2 separate regions of the Acanthopagrus latus genome follow, and region 2 is linked to region 1. A link is a contact called in public Hi-C data. All regions are on one chromosome and are shown on one strand. The core of a region is the stretch at or near the end of the contact, and the rest is flanking DNA. Distances in the headings are between cores, read along the strand shown.

What was found. A called contact is a pair of places that touch in the nucleus more often than the background predicts.
Region 2: a Hi-C map of muscle shows a contact between it and region 1, with 6 times the contacts expected there. The contact joins the promoter of rbm7 here to the promoter of gramd1bb in region 1. A contact is called at or near these places in 3 of 4 Hi-C or Micro-C datasets (liver and muscle).

What each region holds. Positions count from the first base shown.
Region 1 is chr2:21,576,000-21,582,872 of fAcaLat1.1, reverse strand. gramd1bb (protein Aster-B) reads left to right here and starts at 1,477. Exons shown (of 26, transcript XM_037076445.1): 1 at 1,477-2,071; 2 at 2,325-2,406.
Region 2 is chr2:21,711,211-21,718,229 of fAcaLat1.1, reverse strand. It overlaps rbm7 (RNA-binding protein 7), which reads right to left and starts at 2,429. Exons shown (of 5, transcript XM_037085320.1): 1 at 2,172-2,429; 2 at 1,701-1,863; 3 at 140-215. The coding sequence starts at 2,264.

The DNA.
Region 1 (6,873 bases), core at 228-2,727:
AGGAGGAGTTTACATGTTGCTGTTTCCGTTTTGATTAAAAAAAAAAGGAATGTGCAAGTGTTTTATCTGATTGGTATAAATGTCAGCACACCACTGTTAGAAATTAAATTGGCTTCACTGCCGTCAGTCTCTTTGATCAATCCTGTGTACTTCTACCGGTGCTTTGTGTGTGTGTGTGTGTGTGTGTCTTTGCACCGATTATTTCTGGGTAATGAACACTGCTCTGTGACCCACATCCAAAGTATGTTTCGCTCTCCGACAACTGCACTAATTACAGCGCTGTCATGAATTCAGACGGAGAGGTTAATAGCATGCTATTTCTGACACTCTTTCACCGGGGCTGCAGCTCCACTTGAGAAAAGTTGAGTTGCATACATTGAGAAATGATCCACCGGTGGGGGCCGCACTCAACCTGACACTGTTCAACATGACGGGGCCTATAAATGTGTCCATCGATTTACGTTGTGATTCTTCCCGCCTTCACACTAGTCACACGGCCAACGAGATGTCGTAATATTCAATAATTAAAGTGTTTTGTTCCCTCTGTTAGGCAGGGAAAGCAAGACGCGTGAATATTAATTGAGTCAACAGGAGTCTTAATTCTGAAAGCCATTAGTCCATCTAATTGAAAAATGTGGCAACTAACGATTCAGTATCTTTTAATGGAGCATGTCGGCTAAATTAGACAAAGGAGATCCATAATTATAAACGCTAAAGAGAGAGAGTGCCACTCAGCCGAGGCTTTCACCTTCAGACTCCGCGCCTTAACACATGTTTTTTGTTTTTTGCTCACAGGGCGCTCGTCTGAACGCAGCTCTTAATGTGCTCCGCTTTATTACCACAGTTTGCATCATTTCAGAATCCATTTTCAATGTCGCAAAGATCCACTCTGGGCGCGGCAGACGGCGTTCACTAGCTCACGAGTCAGAGGGGCTCGCCGTCAACCATCAGTTAAACGGTGCAGGCAAACAGTCAGCTTCACCCTTATTTCATAGATGATTAATCAATCTCATGAGCACGTGCTATAACAAGCTATGTGCACGATCAGAACCTATTGAGGGCTTGTAGAGGCATCGGTGAGAGACGGGGAAGGTTTCATCTTTCATGTCATGTTTTCGATCTGCTCACGCGTGGCCCATAAAAAAGTTAGTAATACACGATCATTTCTACAAAGTGTTTCTACAAAAAAAAAGAGTATCTCGACCTGGGGAACAAAGCTGCTCTGTAGTGTGGTGGTACGGCGGCGGACACTTCTGTATCTTCTGCCAGATGGCAGCAGGGTGAACAGGCCATGGCTGGGCTGGGTGTTGGACCGATGTCACTGATGCTCTATGTATGGGTGCTGGGTGATGCGTCAGGGCCTTCCAGCCCGAGGGCCCCTGGCTCCGGAAGTTTTACCATTCCTAAACTTTTCTACCGTGATTACTTTCAGGTAAACATCCATTACCCTGCCAGAAAAGTCTTCATTCATACTTTTCCAGCTTGAGAGGTGACTTATGATCAAGTGAAAGAAAAGCTTCCTGTATTCAATTACAGTAAAAAAAAAAAAAAAAGGGAAAAAAAGTGGGCTGTGGGTGAATGTAGCCCACTTCTGCACATCCAATCTTGTCCTCTACTCTAGAGACATGCTCGAGCCTCTGAAAGACATTTTTTCTTTCATCACAAACATTGTGCTAATGACAGAAGAAGCACAAAGTCAGTTACATAACTTCCTCAATTAGCTGACAACCCCCTGGAGGACACCTGCAGGTCCCCAGACTGTGCCACCACCTCTCCTGGCAGCCCGAGACGCTCCGGCAGCGGGGTAATAATAGTCTAGCCCGCCTTCAGTAGGTCGGATCTCCGCACTTGAACACACAGAACTGCGAGTTACCGAGTGTGTTGAACCTCGTTAGCAGCGCGGAGGCTTCGCTACAGAGGACATGGCCTTCGGGCATCTGATCCCTCAGCTCAGGCTGGAGGAGCCGGCGGAGGACGGAATGTTCAGGGGCATCACCTTCCGCCCCTTCCAGCATGGACAGCACCAGCGCGGGAAGTCAAGCTCTCCCTGCAGCGACAGGAAACGACACAAGTAAGAATTTCTCTGTGGAAAAAAAAAAACAGGTTTGAGGGGGTTTAGGCCTGCCGGGGAGGAGAGGAAATGCACAAGGCGATTATTGCCGGTGATGTTGAACGGATTAAATGTTTGGTGGGGGGGGGGATGTCAAGAAGATACATCCACCGCCTCCCCTGACATACACTGTGGTGTAATGAAAAATAAACCATAGTAATCCACTCTAAGAGTGCAAAGTCAGCCCCTCGTCCTCGCTGTGTTTGAATGTCAGAGGTATAAAAGTGGCACCGTGGAGAGAGGGAGGAGGAAACGAGGCTATGCCAACCTGCCCTGCAGCGAACAAGACGGAAGAAGTAAGCTAACTCAGTTAGCTAGCTAATGTTGCTCTGCCTGCATTAGTAGAAGTCTTAAATTTGGCTGGTATTTAATGCATTAATCCGGCCTGTCCATGTCTGTTAGCTTGCTAACTTCTCAAAACCAATTCAAACTTAACTTTTTTTTTACTGTTTACTGTTTTTTTCAGTTTACTGTTTCATGCTGTATGTAAGGACAACCTTAAATGATTTATACTGTACAGTCAGTTTGTAGATGATTATTAACATGAAAAACAGGAAGACTTTGACCAAAGTATTGTTAGTTATGCCGAAAACACATTGCAGAACCTTCCAAAAACAGCTACCGGTTCCCTTGAGCAAAGCATTAGATAAATGTGTTTAAACTCGTGTACACCATCGCACCTGTGGTGTGTACATTGCTGTTGATTAATGCGGTCCCTGTTAGTAAGGATGAGATGATAGGTCAGTCCCAAAGGCGGCCACAGCTTCTCCAGCCCAGCTGTGTCCAGTTGTCTTAATGACAGTCACTGATTGTAACCTGGGAATTTAATTCAATGTGGTAGATAGAGCACGAGTTGGTATGAATGGTAACATGGAAAACAGCTGCTTTCGTCTCAGTCTCAGTGTTGTGCGTGCTGACACACTCGTGTTGCCTGCTTTTCCTACCATGACAAGTCAAAGTCTGCTGTAGAAAGAGATCCGATGACAAAACTTACATGGTTTTTATTTTCAGATTAAAGCCCGCTATACCAGGTGTTAACACTGACATTGTTGGGGGTCACACGATGACCATCGACAATGTAGAAAATATGATCAGATGAATTATCGTAAAGGTCATTATGTGTCTGTGGTTAACCGACAGCACAGTGTTCAGCACCACAAGGTCTAGAAGAAATGAACAAAGTACTTTAAGCCAATCTTAGACAACCAGCCTGTGCCTGATAACCGTCAAAAGGATGTATAGAGTAGATAGATGTAGATATTGCACACTGTACTTTATATCTACACATAATCTGGAACTGGAAAAACATATTTGTTATTGGAATTCTCTTTGGTGTGATTTTACTTCCTCGTGAAACGAGAGCAGACATACTTCACGTTTTTTCATTATCATTATTTTGAGATGACAGGTCAATTATTTAATTATCTCAAGATAATCAGGGCAAGGCCAACTTCTCAAGATAACGAGATAATATACCTTGAGAAAACTTTTTTTCTTGTTTTCCTAAGATCCCAGGATGATTATGGGATAATTATCAAGAACTATCTCCAGTGAACACACCTCGTTTCCTCAAATAATGTAATAATTGCCTTGTATTGTCGAGATAATGGCATCAAAAAATGATTTCAAGCATGGCAGTTCTTGGTTTCTGCATCATTCAGCGAGAGGCTGATAGAAAGTTTCCTGAGCTGTGAGCTTTATTTTAGGTTTAAGGAACTTGTCTGCTGCGTGTTACAACACGACTGTGGTGAGAGATATTGCTGTGAAACTGCAGACATCCCTGCCTGTTGCTATGGGAGCTGTCACCTGGGACAGTTAGGATCTAATTGGGGCTTTGTCTAATATGAAAACTGGCTGTTAGCAGCCACAGTGGCGTGATGATTAGGCATCCATCTCCTCCTCTGTTGAACAGTCATCAACTCCTCCAATGTCATGAATCTATCTTGTGATTCTCTGGGTAGAAGTGATGCATGCCAACTGTGTCAGAGCCAGATTACACAGCTCAGTGATAGTGTTAGAGCACTAAGGGGCATCTGTCTAATGATGTGTCTTCTAAAAAGACCTTCTGGGCTTGAAAAAGATTTGTTCTGCACAATAATCAGATTAAACCCAAAGTGTGAAATGTGCCAAATTTTTTAAGACGTACCCTTACTCTGGGCTAAAATTCACATGGGTACTTTGAAGCGTAAGGAGCTGCTTCAGTGGTGTTGCTTTAATCACAGAGGAGCCGTGTTACGAGGCAACGAAACCGAGTGTTTCAGCGCACGTGTCTCACTTCGACTCTTGCTCCAAGCAGAACAGCACAGACTTTCTGGTAAAAACAATCGCTGATCACCATCCTTAGTGCCCTGTTAACCATTAAACTGCTGAAGGTAGTACAAAGAATGTGTCCACACCAGATGTGTCCGCAGTTTTTGGACAACACGATGCATTTTATTGTTGCACAAGTAGGTAAATGGTCTCCAGTAGCATGACCTCCCCCTTCAGAGGAAGAATGGGTGACATTAAGCACACTGTCAGCTCCACTGAATGGTGCCCAGTTGTCACTTGTCAGGTGCCCAAGCTTGTCTCAGGTGGATGTAATTTGAGGTTATCTGTAATTGTTGTGGCAGCCCCTCTGGCTGTCTCCGTGGCAGTATACACAGTAAAAATGTCAGTGTGGTCCTGACAGTTTTTTGAGCTACACTGCTGCTGTTTCTTGCTGTAGGCTGGTAATAAATCCCCAGAATTATTCATTGCTGAATCATTTTTTTTTCGCATTGCCTGCAAATACGTTTGCTGTCATCTCCCAAATGATGATGGGATTCACATGTCAGATGATAATGTGACAACTTAAGCCCATGTAAGTTTTTATGTCAGTGCAACTTGTCGCATGGGTGTTATTTGGAAAACCCGTAACTTCTGCTCTGCTCTTTTGCTGCATACTGTACAGGTTCCGTCAGCAGGAATTTTACTGCCAGTTGATTAAATTGCTCTTAGGGAGGCGCTAATAAAGAATTCATCTTGTCCAGCCCGTAACACTTCTGCTAGGCTGGCATCACTCCAAATGGATGAGTGTGGATGTTTTCTCTACTTCACCTACTCATTTCCAATCAGTAGAATTAACGGACGGTCGCTGCCAACCTTGATGTCATACTTTACCTGTTTGGGATACTGAGGACAGGGATGGGAAGAGAGGATTAATTAAAGGTTTTTACAATATCATACCATATGATAACTTAAGTTTTACAGAATATCAAAACTCTGTGTTCTTGAAGTCCTTTTTGTCCTGTCGATTTTCAGAGTTTTGTGTAAAATGATGTCAGATTTGGCTTTTTTGTGTTGGTCCAATGCAATTAAAGGAAATAGACATACCAAAACATTTGTAATTGTAACACTTTTCTGGGAGAAATGGTGCATTTTCTGGAAAAGTTCCAGGGGTGCCAATATTTTCATCCATGACTGCTGTACACATTGACCTATCAATCCAGCATTGAGGCTATGTAAACTATGTTTCAGTCACCCCTTATTCACTGTTATAACCAGCAGTAGCCAGTAAGCTCGTGTCGCCATGTATAGAAATATATCTGTTGTCATAAATGTCAGAACCTCTTTAGTCAAGCCTGCTACATTCAGAGCCCCCGGTGCTTTTCATACCAGAAAAGCTCACAGCTTTTGGCCCATGCTGATGGCAGTGGACCTGGCAGAGGTGACGCACATCCTGCTTCACACAAGGTCAGGAGAGCCCCACACTGTCACGAATTTCCCAGCTCATTTTTTTTTATACTGCATCAAGTATACAGTCTAGTGAGGCAGAAAAGGCTAGTAGAGGGTCTACTGAGACCTGGGCTGTGTTTGAAATGTCTTTTTTGCTCAAGACGGTTTCTTACTGAGTGAAATGGCCTGGAAGTATCCAAGTGGCAGAGATCATAAGAGCGGGTCAGGCTTGTTCAATAGAGGGTACACTTGACCATCCTTTATGAAAGGAATGGAGATAATGCCCTTACACAGTTCCTTGAGGCAGCAACATTTAAAGAGATGGACCAGTCATCAGCTGTTGCACTTGCTTAATGTAAAAGGACCACTGTTCTATTTTCCTAATTCCCTGTAACTCCTTTACATCATGACCTCATGACGTTTTCCATCGAGGTCAGGGAAAAGGCACAGGAATTAATGTCATGGGTCAAAACAGATATTGTGCATGGTGGATTGGATTGACAGTGGCAGTGCACACATTTACTGCACACACAGTGCAGAAAGTGTTTAAAAACAAGTTGGCATCATAGTGCAAAAATAGCAGTCGCTGTAATTGGGAGAAAACAGAGGCAGGCAGGCAGCCAGTCGCAGCCATTACATCACCAGAAATACCCCTTGTGGCTTACCTTAGGTTATGCTTTGACCCTTCCTCTGAAACACAGGCATCTATATACTTCAGGAGTCTTAGAGGGATATGGAAACATGTACATTTCTAACTGTGTGTGATATGTGGCCTGACTATTTTTTAAATTATTGAACTGTGTCAGTTTGAGCCCTGAGTATGATTGCAATTCACTTTCTTCTTTGTCACAGCGCCCTATATAGAAGCTGGGACCACGGATCCAGTGTGTGTAGAAGGGTACTAATGAGGACTCAGTCAAAGCCGTGACTGGTAAATGAGGCAGATCCAAGCCTTGGTCGAGGAATTGATCTTTTCTTTTATCCTTGCGAAATCTTATGCAGCAGCTCACTCTGATAATCCACAAACACTGCCGAGATCAAAGCTGTGACTTGGTGCATTTTAAATC
Region 2 (7,019 bases), core at 1,180-3,679, 130 kb before region 1:
AAAATGCAGCCCAGAACCATCATGCTAATTGCTGTTTCTGCAAAGCTAGAGAGACACAAAGGTCTAGCCAAGTTGAGGCTGAGAAGAGCCAGAAGCTGCAGTAATTCTACTGACAAAACTGTTCATGGGACACTCTTACCTTTGGCCATGAGGATTTGGGGTATTTACAGGACTTGAATTCTGCGAGTTCCCTGGACTGCTGCTGTGAGTGCTGCCTACAATGGGACAAAGGGACAGAACACGAGGTATTAGGAACGGACAAAACAATACAGTTTAAAAAATAAGTATGTCCATAATGTGCTACAGGTATCACACTGTGATTTTCTACCATGTTCCTGCTGTTTACTCACTAGATTTTGCAGTAATCAATATCATCTTAGTACCAGCCACACAGCAAGAATATTGGCCATACTGTCTGCAACCTCTTGATGGAGCTAAGGTCCAAACTTGACTGACTAATGGAGCCCTGAGTATACCTGTAAATACAGAGGCTGCGATTTTAGACTTAACTTCCTCATTTGATTTCCTCATTAACCCTAACCCTAACCCTTTGATTTGGGACTCGGAGTGCACTCACATACACATCAATATCATTTTGTTTTAATACCATTATAATAATTATATTTTTACATAATAAATTAGAGTACATTGCCCTTTTTTGGTGACATTTATTTGCTACTTGCTATTAGCTTTATTAATAATATTATCTGAGGGGGCCAATTTATTTCTATTCCTATTATTTTCAAGAAGTGAGTGACTGGCACACCATGTCATTTATAAAGTGCCGAACTGGCAACAGTACATACATATTATTTTAATTGATTTTTCTTTTTTTTTTTTTAAAGGCGGGTGTATGGCAAGTGCACTACTCAAAATTACTTAGAACTATTGGGATATGGGACATACATGCATGCGCATGGATATGAAATAAAAAGCTAAATAAAATGTGTGTCATTATTTTTGGGGATGAAAAATATTCACAATACACAAAATAAAAAGTCTGACTTGTCACAGAATAAGCAGTCAATTGAAACACATTACCATCCAAATTAAACCAAATTGTAAAGCACTGTAACCAAGTCAATTTACTTAAGTGGTGTATCCAAGCATAACTTAATGGTACTTGTACTTTACTATTTCATTTACATTTAATTGCCAAATGCACTATGTAAGAGCTTTTTTATTATTATTATTATTATTATTATTATTATTATTATTATTATTATTATTATTATTATTAACTTTACCTGCAATTGGAATTAAAAAAAAAGAGAACAAACAGATTCCAATAATCAGAAAAATCCTTAATATTAGATTCAATCATAGGTTAACCCTGTCCATACATGCTTTACACACACGGTGTCACTGTGCATTTGTGCTGTTTAATCAATCATTGGATGCCGTTTTTTCAGACAAAGTCAACAGGGTTGAAAGACTTGACGTGTGAGATAAAACTGTTAACATAATAATGATAATAATAACAATAATAATAATAATAATAATAATAATAATAATAATAATAATTTCTAGCGAGTTATTCCTGGAAGTCAGATCATGTCCGGTCTCCGTAGCAAAACAAACACGGCAGCCCTCCGACTGTCTGGATCCGAAACCTAGCCATAACTCGGAAATGGATCTAACATCAGTGGTGGAGAAAGTATTCAGATTCTTCGCCTAACTTCTTCATAAAGTCACCTCACCTGATCTGAACTGCACATGAAGAGTTCTCCCAAAGAGCGCTGTCCCGTTGAGCAGCTGCACGGCGTACGGCGCGGACACCTCATGTTTGTAAACGGCGAAGCCAAATGTTTTCTGTTTCCCATCCGCGTCTTTAGGAATTTTAGTTCTGATGAGAGGTCCTGCCTGCAAAAACAAAAAACAAAACAATTAATCCCTAACGACGCGACCGGCCACCCAAACAACAACAACTAGCTAAAGCTAACGCTAGCCGCTGTTCGTGGTTCAACATCATCTGTTGGGACCGTCCACAGCGTTAGCATTCTAGCATATGAGATGGAGCCGCAGGTATTGCAAAATAAGCCTAGCACCCCAAGACTTCACATTTTATAGCCATGTTTATCTCTGACATGCTTTCTATTTGTTAGCATTGTGTTATGCTATCCATACACTTGACATTTGCTAGCTACAGCTAATGTTAGCAACAACAGCACCTGCACAAACAGCTCGAACAGCAGCTCCTCCGACACTCGCGAGTCCAGATTTCTTATGAAAAGCGTCCGGTCCGTTTCATCCTCTATTCCCATTGTACCTGAGCAGATAGGCGGATACTGGTACTGTCCGGGCGGTGTGTGGATGTTAGCGTATAGCGTAATTAAGCGCTCTGCGGAATTTAAACGGAAGGCCTGGATCGTCGTAAAGTGAAATGCCGTCACACTTTAGTTTCCGTCGTAGCGAACGGCGGCTACTTTACGACACATACTGCGATAGCCTCTTACCAGATGGCGAAGGAATGAACCGCCCTACTCTGCCTCTGATTGGCTTAATCTGATTTTGTCAGCCTTAACCCTAACCAATGTCGCTCCTGATGCCTAAATCTAACCAACCCAACCAAAGAACGCAATAGATACTAGCCAATCAGAAGCAGAGTGGGGCGGGTTGTACCTTCGCCATCCTGTGGAAAAAAGGGATCGAGGTACAGTTTCCATGAATTAAGTCTATAATGAAGCAAAATTAATTCATCCATGTCATATTTCATGAACTATCAAAAATGCACAATACATAACAGTATGTTATGCATGACTTCATGTTTAAACAATAGGTATATTAATGCAACAACTAAGGTATTTAAATTAATGATGAATTAATAATGTCTTCATGGGCAGAAAAAAAACAACTGACCAGTCACATGTGCATTCTATATGATTGTGTTGTAATTGTGATTAATTATTTCATTCATTATCTCACCATGTTTGAGGCACTTTATTCTTGTTTTATTACCATGCTTTTAGAATTTGTCATTTGTTATAATACATGATATATAAGGTGACAAAAAAAAGGTGACCGAATCAATTAAAAATTAGTATTACCTTTATCTGTACAACTACAATTCCCTTATTGTACGGTATCATTGTATAATTAGGTCTGTGGGTGTGCAAATTATTATTAAGTTAGTCATTCACATATTGATTTTGTTTAGATGAATCGCATATTTTTTTTTGCCAATTTTAGGATATTCAGACTGACATTTTCAAACTCTTCATTTGTCTCTTGGTTTTGACTAATAGTCTAAAACATGCACAAAGGTATGACACAGTAAGGAAAAAAAATGGAATCCTTATATTTCACTGCTGAAGCTGAATGTCTGGGATTTTTTTCTTTTCTTTTTTCTTAAATACATTTTTTTTCAGATACATTTCCTGCTGACTGACAAATGAATTACTCAACTAAATCCATTCATTCTTAAATGTCATACCTACATAGTGTCTTTGGTTGATGGTGAAGCTGAAGAGGAAACAGTTTGAATTGCCAGAATTACAAGTCAGTTCATAGGACTTGCTGAAAGACAACCAGTGTCTGAGTGATTTTCTGAGTACCACGGACTGCCGTCTCGGACACAAAATGCCCTTTTCCACAGCAGACATTTTGATTTGTCATAGCAGGAACAGCACAGGTGTTGCTAATAACATTAACGATGGTTCTGACCCACTCATGTATCTCAGTAGGCCGTGACAGTGAACCAGCATGAGCAGCGCCAGGACCACGAAGCTGAAACAGCGAAAATGATTTTCAAGCCGTCCACTTTGTCACTCAAACCAGTGCTTCTCCTGCAGTGTCATGTTTATAACATGCTTCGGTTACTTGCAATATTGCTTTAAGACAAGTCAAACAACCCCCACAGAGGGTTTCCTGCACGCATGACCTTTTCACCTCTTCCTTGGACTGCATAGTATTCGTTCATTTACATTACTTTAAATATTTCAGTTGCATTTTTTCCATGTGTGAGCCATACTTTCAGCTAATTTCCTACCTTATACTATATATAATATAAAGTCAGTCTTCTCTTCCCTTCTGTGGCATATTCACTTTCTTCAGACTGTTTGGCTGTTGCACACAGATAAGGTTTTCTTTCTTTTCCTTTTTTTTTTTTACCCCCTCACCCGCTGGCTCAGTGTGATTGGGTCGGTGACTCAAGCGCCTGGAACCAAGTGCTCCTGGTGCCGGCAACATCATTGAGTGTGGAGGTCAAGGCGAGCGACGCGAGAAGGCTCTACTCCCAGCTTAATCAGCTGGGCCCCTGTGTCCGTCCTCCATATTAATTAGATCAATTTGAGCTGTAATGATTTTCCCCTTCATGCCCGGGAAACATCCTCACAGATATCTGGCTCAGTAAAGATCAAGCGAGAGAGGCAGAGACAGCACAAGGGGGCGAGAATGCGAGGACTGTGCTCCTTTTCCCCTTTCATTCTAATTTATGAAAGATCAGAGTGGACTGCACGCTCCATCCATTCTGAAATAATCCCCACCTTGCAGTCTCTGCGACATTCATTATTTACCCCGCGCAAGGCACTGCCGTTTCCATCACTTGTATTACTCATGTGGCAATAAACACTGCAATTTGACACCAAAAGTCTTGGCTGTCATCATCATCCTGTGGGACCCCTCGCTGTTGCGCATTAGCTGTTACCGCTTGACGTATTAGATGTGCAGGATGTATCGGCGCTTTCCCACAAAATGCTTATGATTTACAAATGGTGCAAGGTTGCAATGGAAGCAGTTAAAAAAAAAAAGAAAAAAAAAAAGAGCCTAAACCATAAAACCACACCTGCGCAGTATACTATTTGATGACTAAAGCCCTTGCATCTATTTTGGGTCCCTACATTGCCATTACCCCATACATCTCCCTGATGTATTTCCCCCTCCCTCTTTTTTATAACCATTGGAAGGAATTCAGAGGAGCACTATGAAAGTGATGCTCCCTGGGACAACGTATACCAAGTGGAAATGGGGGAGGGGAGGGGAGGGATAAACATGCTGGATCTGTAAAACCCTCATTACTGAACAATGTTTTTGTTTTGTTTTTTGTTAGTAAATAAAGACATTTTTCTTTTCACTTCTAATCTAATCAAGTAAATCCCCTAACAAAAACAACAACATTTCATTCATTACTCTAAACACAGTGATGTAAGCTGAGGTGACGCTGAAGGGACTGAGAAGCAGCAGTAGATGGCAGCATTGATCCAAGCATATTGGTTATGTCAGCGTGGAGTTAGTGGGGCTCTATCTCTGTGGGGATGAGAGACGGTTGCTATGCACTGTCGAAGAAAAAAAAAAACTGAATTTAAGAGTTTCTTTTCTTCTTTAATGCGGAGAGGGGAATTGGATTCGATTGTCAGAGGAATATCCTCTTTTCATGTTTCTCTTTTAGCCTGTAGCCCACTTTCAAGTCTCTCACAACATTAGAGGGTTCTGAATGGCTTGTTATAAAGGGGGTGATCTTGCTGTCCTTGGAACTGTTTTCAAGAGTGTTTCTATTGTAAAGTTTAAGTCGAGGGTGTGAGAGATTTACATCTCAAATGAATGGAGCTCGTGAGGAGTTTTCAGATAGCGCAAGGTCTTCGCTGTCGTTCATGCATGTACGAAAACATTCAGTCTTTTGTTTACCAGTGATGTGATGACATTCATCACGTGTGGTTGACTGGAAAGATCCCAGGTTCAGTTCTTATTGATCGGTGGTTCGCGTCATATGCCACTGAAATGTCTATATATTTCTGAGTGCTCATTATTTCACATGGCACATGTGCACTCGGCTGTTCGAGTTTAATGTACTGTGGAAACTCTCAGAATTGCCCGACTTTCACTTTATGATCCAAGACATTAACAAGCAGAGCACTGTTATGCCTTTTAATCTGTCTGGAAACAAGCAGTGCTCAAGCAGAAAAAAACCATTGTGCTAATTTATAGCAATTACAGAAACCATTTTGGAGCTAAATATGAAACAGCGGTACGCACTTTAGCTCCAAAACACATCACATCCTACGCTTGATGTCATTTGTGCGTTGCTTTCTGTTTTTATGACTGAGGGTCTTTTCTTTTTGGGGGGATTGTCTGCACATGAGACTTGGCCACATTGTTTTAATTAATAGAGGAGAGGAAGAAAAATGGGAGCAACGCTCAAGGGCAAGATGGTGGCCGGCGAGTGTTCAAGTGACAGGGCAGGACCCCAGAAATAGGACACCACCGGCCACCGCTGCTCTGGTCAGATCTGGGTGACATCTTATGGCGGTTTAGTGCTTCCACACAAGGTTACTATAATGAGGCCACACACACACACGCACACACACACTGCATGCTCCCTTCAATAATGACCTCTGGCCCGCAGGGTTTGCTGTCAAGTGATTGACTGGTGGCTCGACACATCCTCCTCCTTCACCAGCATCCACCCTTGCTTTAGGCTCCGACGTATATACCACACAAACTCCCGCTGCCTCTCCCTCCTGTTCATTAATATTCATAATTCATGTGGAATGAAGTGATTCGGGATCATTAAACGCACATGAATATTTGTCGGATGAAAGTTTAATTAAGCCATCGCTCTTTGGCGGTGTGATGCCACAGAGCCGCTTCCCAGTCGGTGCATCCAGTGCATGGTTTAATGGCCTGTGCCCTTTGTAAGTGCTACTCAGTGCTTATCCTGCGTCAACCCCCAGCTAGTCGCAATCTTATTTTACGCCTCCTGTGCAACTATAGGATGGTCTCAATTGATAGTGAGCGCCTCCTATAGTTTCAGTGGCAATATGCGGATCAATCATACTTAATTCAGCGGAGCAGGAGAACCACTTCGGTGGCGGATGTCATTTATTATTCAGGACTTCGGACTGTGCATGCAGGCGGGCTTTCAGATTGTTGAGTTAAAGGCATATGCATATTGCATACAGCACGTCTCTCTAGCAATAGTAATGTGCCGTGCCACGCTCAGTTGAGCTGTTATAATCCTGTATGTGACCAGGTGAGTCAGAAAGATTCTTAGATTACTGCGAAAAAAAAAACAAAAAAAAGGC